Linked DNA regions of Gossypium hirsutum: region 1 is linked to region 2. A link is a contact called in public Hi-C data. All regions are on one chromosome and are shown on one strand. The core of a region is the stretch at or near the end of the contact, and the rest is flanking DNA. Distances in the headings are between cores, read along the strand shown.

The links. A called contact is a pair of places that touch in the nucleus more often than the background predicts.
Region 1: a contact with region 2 is called in a Hi-C map of leaf, with 3 times the contacts expected there. The contact joins the promoter of LOC107955142 here to the promoter of LOC107955140 in region 2. A contact is called at or near these places in 15 of 34 Hi-C or Micro-C datasets (fibers, hypocotyl, leaf and 1 more).

Annotation. Positions count from the first base shown.
Region 1 is chrD04:12,306,943-12,310,564 of Gossypium_hirsutum_v2.1, reverse strand. It overlaps LOC107955142, which reads right to left and starts at 2,013. Exons shown (of 6, transcript XM_016890869.2): 1 at 1,501-2,013; 2 at 823-907; 3 at 366-538; 4 at 171-246; 5 at 4-66. The coding sequence starts at 1,659. The coding sequence ends at 50.
Region 2 is chrD04:12,094,440-12,098,205 of Gossypium_hirsutum_v2.1, reverse strand. LOC107955140 (protein YIPF1 homolog) reads left to right here and starts at 1,319. Exons shown (of 6, transcript XM_041091995.1): 1 at 1,319-1,467; 2 at 2,052-3,045; 3 at 3,149-3,233. The coding sequence starts at 2,989.

The DNA of each region.
Region 1 (3,622 bases), core at 764-3,263, 210 kb before region 2:
CACCTTACAGTTTTGGGATAGGAAACTTGGATTATTTAGGATTAAGATGTTAGTAATAAAGTGAGCCTGCACCAAACAAAGAAGAGTTGTTTAAAGATTATCCAATTACTTGTACGGGAAGTGAAGAGTAATTATTCATTTATCACCCTAAAGCTAATGCTTCTTCATACCCTGCCACCAATTTCCTCTTGAAGCACCATTAGAATTGTTTCCATTGAGATCATCATCTCCCCCATCTTTTTGAAACTGTCAAAACAGATGATACAAGAAAATGAGAAATCCCTCCTAATTATCAATTTAAAATGTACAGAGATCCCTCCTAATACACCTTAAGGAATATTGTAATGCATATGTTATATACTTACATAGGGGGGAGACTCAGTGGTTTTCTTCCTTGGAGAATAGTTTTCTTGGCCTCCATAGTAAATAGATGAGCTGAGATAGCTAGGTTCCACTGTTTCATTGTGATAAACGGATGAACTCTTGTCTTTATTCCTTGTGCTGCTGCTTTGTCCCTTGCTATAATCAGTGTTATGATCTGAAACAAAACATGCATGAGCAACATTCTCATCTCTCATTTTTGTTTCTTGCTTGACTATAAACCAAACTTAACTATTCTCATTAAGATCCCACATGAAGTTTTATTATAACTAACATAATTAATCTACATGTTTAATTTTTTTATATATCATATCCTCGTATTCAGATACGTGTCAAGCGCGCACATATATATATATATCCAAATATGTCAAACAGAAGAAAACTAGGAGAAAAATGCAAGGAGAAATGCTAAAAATTAATACAAGAAGGCAACAAAAAAACCTGTTCCATATCTGGCATGATGGGGCAAACCCTGAGTATTCCATGAACCTCTAATTCCGGAGTGAGTTGAGTCCCTCCCCAGCACCTGAAATCAGAAAAGAGAGAACAATTTAGATCTATTCACCATTAAAAACCTATAAAAATTAGAACAAAAATGGATAACCACAATTAAAACAAGCCATACATAGCCAGAGGTCACCAATAATTCCATTAATGCAAAGTCCAAAGCCAACTTTTCGCCCACCACTAGCTAGCATTGGAATATACATATTAACTTTGCAAATTTAAGATGTTACAAAGAAAAATTGACCGGTAAACCCCACTAGCTAGCATCTATCCACTTAGTGAATATATCCAAGCACATGATGTATAGAATTTTAGTGTATTATATAAAGCATCTCTTTGCATCTTTTTTAAAGAATCATTCACTTGAAATATATAAATCCATAATGTTAGAAAAAGAAATATACAAACCCTAAATACAATTAAACCAGCTTTATCCTAAATATATCAACTTCTCAGTTACTTCCAATCAAAGTATATTATCCCCCAGTATCATAATTTCACATGTCTGCAAGTAAATAGGTAACTAATGAGTAAAAGGGTATTTCTTTTTTCGTCAAAATCAACAAAGCTGTATCATTTTATGGATAGAAAATGCAGAGCAAAAGGGTTTACCACTGATGGAGGGGGAAAAATAGTCCCAAAAAGCCCAGTTGTGGTAGTTGATGAAGAAGAAGAGTCCTTTGGACCAAAGAGATGATCCAAAGAAACAGACGATGAAGATGATGATGATGATGATGATGAAGAGCCACTCACTTGCCTTTTGTTTTCCATACCAGAAAAATAAGTAAACTTTTTTTTTTCCTTTTTGGGGTTTAAAAAAACTATCTTTCTTTGTCAACCAACGAACAAAACTACTCTTTGAGATATATATATCTTAAAACAATAAACAACCCTCAAAGAACGAGACCGAACAAGAAAGACAAAGACAAAAAGGTGGCTGGCAATGTCAGGCCAGTGGATAAGATTTTCTTTTTTCTCACAAAACAAAAGAAACAAACCAAAGAGATAAAAGTAAAGAAGAGTGCAAGAGAGGTAGGAAGGAGGTAAGAGAAGGAAAGCAAAAGAGAGGGACAGAGAAAGCTGAGAAACACGTGAAGAGTTTGCAGTGCAGATGTAGAGATATGTTTGTTGGTTGGCAAAGGATCCAAGCCTATTTATAAGCCCAAGAAAAGGGGGTTTTCACTGTTTGAGCTCCTTTTGTTCAATCCCATTTTGAAGATCGAAAGAGAATTAGACAAAGGGTATTTTTGCTAAAGCCTAGAAAAGGAAAACCCATGTGAATTCGTTCATTTTTTATGTCTGGTTTTTTGACAAATGGCTATGCATGTATCATTCAAACACCAAACACAAGTTGGACATCTCATTTGATTCAATTCCAACCCTTGTTTGCCACGTGTCTCCTTGGGTACTTCTTTTTTTTTTTAATAAAGAATATGACTCAAATATACGTATTATCTGTACATAATTATTTCTTTATAAAATTATTAGATATAATATAAATTGTTTGCTCCTTTTTGGTATGGTTTGATTTTTATGTCAAGTCTGCAACTGTTGTTATTTCTCTTAAGCTATCAAATGTTTTTAAGATCTTTAGTATTTTTTTTTGTACTAATGTTACAATTAATTATACATTCTCATTTGAACAAAAAAAATATAAGTCATTGTAAAAATAAACAAATATATATTGTATTATGTTAATAGATTACATTGTTGAGGGGAAGTCGAGCTTCCGAAAAAAATCTGTGAAGTGTCATTTGTCCGGAGTCAATAAACCTCTCAACAGGTCGGTTTGGACCTGAGGTATCTATGCCCAATTTTATTCAAGTTTTGTCTCCCGACTCTACTAAGAGCCTCAGAGGGTTCATGGAGTGAGAGTGCCTCCATTCACGAGGAAATGCCAACATTTGCTCTTAACGAGATTTGAGCTCATACTCTTATATGGCAATTGTGGGTAATGAAAGTACCACTTTATCTACAACACTTTGTAAACTTCTTTTAGAGCCAGCCCGGCTTCCTTGCAATAACGATCATTAAGAATATATGATTAATTTTTTAATATGATTCCTAAATTACCTTCAATCTTTATACTGAGGATATTAATAATATATGTAATAAATATATTATAAAAATAATATATAAAACAATTGAGTCTTTTGTTGAAATGGTAAAATAAATATGTTGAAAAATATAGTGTCTTAAGTCAAATCTTATTGGGTGTATAATATTTATATAAAAAATATAAAAAATAAAAACATCATTAAATAATATAATTTATTTTATAAAGTAATTGTATTTTAATAATTATTAATTGAGTTGATTCTCGATTAACTCATAATAACAACTCAATCAAAAATTTAATATATAGTACAAGTTGTATAAAGCTATCTTTATTAAATTCAAATGAATCCCACTTAAAATATTCTTTTGTTATACAATTTTATGGAAGAAAAAAAGAGGACATATATAGCCGAAATTTAATTTGTGTTCCTAAAAGAACTTATATCTCAAAATTTATCTTGTAAATTATTTATCATATATAAAATATATTTTTAGTTATGATTTTTTATCAAATGTTATGAATAAAGTATACAAATAATATTTTAACAATCACTCACCAATCGTAAAAATTATTAACTTAAGCATTAACATTGTAAACATAAAAATTTAGGCACCCAACCGCCCGAGACCAATAATTATGTGATGTAGTATTATCATGGTGGATGATAGGTTGTAT
Region 2 (3,766 bases), core at 70-2,569:
TTTTAAGTATAAGAGTAATTATCTTATATAAATTTTGAGAGTTCTAGAGGAGTGGTTTTTGATTTTTTTTCTTCTTTTGCAAACTTGAATGTATATACGAATGTCATAGTTAGTTCTTATCCCTTCCTAACCATGGGAGTTCCCTTTTAAATGAAGGGCCTCCTCTAACCAAAGGCTTTCTAGTCTGCGAGCGAGGGATCCCCTGGTGTACTAACGTAGGGCCCCCTTATGTGTAGGGGAGTAGCCCCTTTGGTGTGCTAGCAAATGGCTCCCCTAGTGTGCTAGTGAAGGGACCCTTAGTATGCAAACGAGTAACCCTTAGGTGTTGGAAAAAGGCTTCCTATTAGCCCCATGTTAACCCTCTCTTAGGAGTATAAGTAGTACTTTTTTTGATGTATTTGAAGGAAATATTTGCATTGCCCCCTTAAGTTAAAAACTTCAAGAAACCCAAATTAGACAACAACTTCAAGAGACCCCACACTACTAAAAGCTTCAAGAGATATATAAATGAAGAAAGATAAAAAGCTTGAGGGAATTAAGCCATGGATTCTTACTCATGGAAGAGACATGATCTTTTGCTTAGTTCCCACATATGACACCAACTATTATTACACAAAATTTGAGAGCATTTGCAATGGTTGTTCATACTCCATTTGGTGCGAAAAGCCACTTAAGTTAGTGATTTTGAAGGGTCCCATGAGCTTGGAGAGATTAGGAATGCTTTGGCATATATCTTGGAACCTCTCTTCTTTTTCTTTTTCTTTTTTTTTTATGATAAAGAGAACTTTTATAGAGGAAGAGTTTTGATGTGGTTCCCACTGAAATGATATCCTAATATATAAGGTGGTTATATGGGCATCAGAGTTTCATTAGAATGTGAGTCACCCCATCATTCTAATGAAGCACTCATACTCGTAGTCACCAGATATCATTTCATTGGGACCCATACCAAAATTCCTCTATAAAATCTATCTCCATCACAAGAGTGACAATACTTTATCCAATCTCTCTCAAAAATGTCTTCAAATGAGACCCTCAAAAGCCACCAACTCCAATGGCTCTCCGCACTACACATGATGTGAACCATAGTAACAAATTATTCCCAATTATTGTGTTATTATATAATACTTTTTTATAGAATTTTTAAACTATACATAATCTCTAAAACCTTAAAATAAAATGTTATTATGCAATTCATCATACTTAAACTTACAACCTACAAATTACTATAACAACACAACTATATTTTTAAACACACAATATTTACATACACAAATTGAGGGGATACTGTTAAGTGTTAACAATGAATTCCTATATAAACCTATCAATCTTAGAAGTTGTTGCAATCCTAGATTCAAAACGGAAACTCTTCATTAATATTCTATATCATGAGAAATTCCAAGTTCGTGGCTGGTCATTCTGCTCTTGTTTTATTTGCTTTGGCTTTCCTTGTATTGGTTGTAGAAGGTAAGTCGACCAATTAATCATTTCCATTATTGATTTAAAATTTCAGCGCATTTCATAATGTATTGGAGAAAAGTTGTAATTTAATTTTTGAAAGTGTTTAAGTATTAAATAGTTTTTTATTTAATATAAAATTCGAAAATCATGGTTTGTTGAATGGAGTTAATAAGTACATAGGATAAAATATATTTAGATAGTTTTATTTAAATTTATATGTTTGAACTAAGAAAGGAAATTATTTTTTTTAAAGTTTTATCCAAAATTATTTTGAATATATTATTATGATATAAAAGTAAATTTATAAACTAAATATTTCTTTTAAGGAATAAACTAAATGTTTTTAATATTTAATACTTAATACTTAATTTTATTAAACATAGTATTTTTTAAAATTTTGATATACTATCAGTAGAGTTTTTAACTTCAGAACCAGAGTCAATAAATTGATAAGTCTCCTGTAAGAATATAGTAAAATATTTATATATATAAGAGACTTGTGATAATTTTATAAAAAAAAATATGCTGTGAATATATCAAATATTAAATACTATATTTATTTTATTTTATTTTATTTTGTGTAAAAACAGGTAAGAGATTGCTTAATGCGAACATTAACCTTGGACCATGTCTGTTGCACTTTGAATGTAGCCCTCAAGTTAACTGTTGGTGCTGCATGGGCGACCCCAGAAAGCAATGTTGGTTGTATAAATCCGATTGCCTGGCCTATTGCTAATGAATCTGGGAGAAAAGAAAAGTCCAAATTTATAAGTCAAGTGATTCACGTTCTTCTAAAGATATCATTCTAAATCTAAGTACTTCATAAGAAATTAATTCAACTCCATGATTCTAAGTTTGAATATAGTTGGCATTGTTGAAAATGTAAATTCTAGTTAAGGAGACTTTTTGTGTGAATTTTAGGTACATGCATCAAGTCATTTAACATAAACGAAGACAAGTTGATTGAGTTATAGCTTAGTAATTAAAAGAACATAGATTCAATGGCATTTAAATGCACATTTTTTCAATCTAAGATTTTTAAAAGAATTTTACTAGTGAAATACAAGTATTTTTATTTGAAATATAGCAAATGGAAATACTATTTTAATAATAAAATTTTATTTAATATTGTTAGAATAATAAAAATAAGGTATTCATTCATAGGGGTTGAACCCAAACCATCCCATGAATACATGAGCCGTCAATTAAAGTATAAAAACTGGAGCCAGGTAGACCCATCAATAATCCAAAAGTGAAAGACTAATCATGTGAACGTAGCTGGAAAAATTAAAAAGGCAAGGAAGCGCGTGAAACGCAGCGCTTATAAATGGCGCGTCCCAAGAAAGTTAGAGCTATAAGTAGTTGACGGTTTAGTCAAAGTATTTCTTTCCCTCGTCGTCTCCGTTGCTTCTAAACTACGGCAAGGAAAACTCATCGGAACTTTTCTCCTTTTAACTAATTTCCACTTTCCAAAAGAAAAACCAAATCTCTTTTTTGTTAAACTCTTAGTTCGATCTCTTACTTTCAATGGATGAATCGTCGTATTGGAATCTTCCTTCTAGTCATTTACTCGGCTCAGTCCCCGTAAGCTTCTTAATTTTCTTTCTTTTGAATTAATTTATCAAGATCGGCATTCTTATGTAAATTAGTTTAGAATGTTATTTGAACATTGTTATTCGAATCCTAGGCTGTTGTTAATGAAGAAAGTGAAGCCTCGTATGGCAGAAGAGGAGGTGGTGTCCGAGGTTATCAAACTCTTGGACCTCCGACCGGTATATATTATTTTTTATTTCTTTTAATTAATTTTCTTGCCCTATAAGAAAAAGAAAATTAGTTAAATGTATCAATCTTTCATTTTTGGTACTCTGAAACGTGATTTTTCCTCCTTTTTAAAAAAAAATCCTTATATATCTTTTATTTGATTTCCTTGCCCTATAAGAAATAACTTAAATTTATCTCTGATTTTTTTTCCATATTTGAAATAACTAATGTCTTAAGAGAGTTGTTTAGTTTTATTATTTCCCAAATGGAAAATAACTGGGGAGAGGAACTTTCAATAATCATGATATCTAGAGTTGAGACATGGAAGATTTGGCGTTGAATTGAGTGGTTTTCTTATTTAAAGTTAGGGTAATTTAGTGAGGAAGAATGAAACTTCCGATGCCGTTTATGTTTGAAAGAATAGACTATAGCGCTAACTGTTATGTTTGTATTTGCATTCTGGAGTAGTTACCTGTTATTTTCGTAATCACAAATTTCTTTACATAGAAGGGAGGTGCCCAATTAAAATCCTTTATTTGATGCA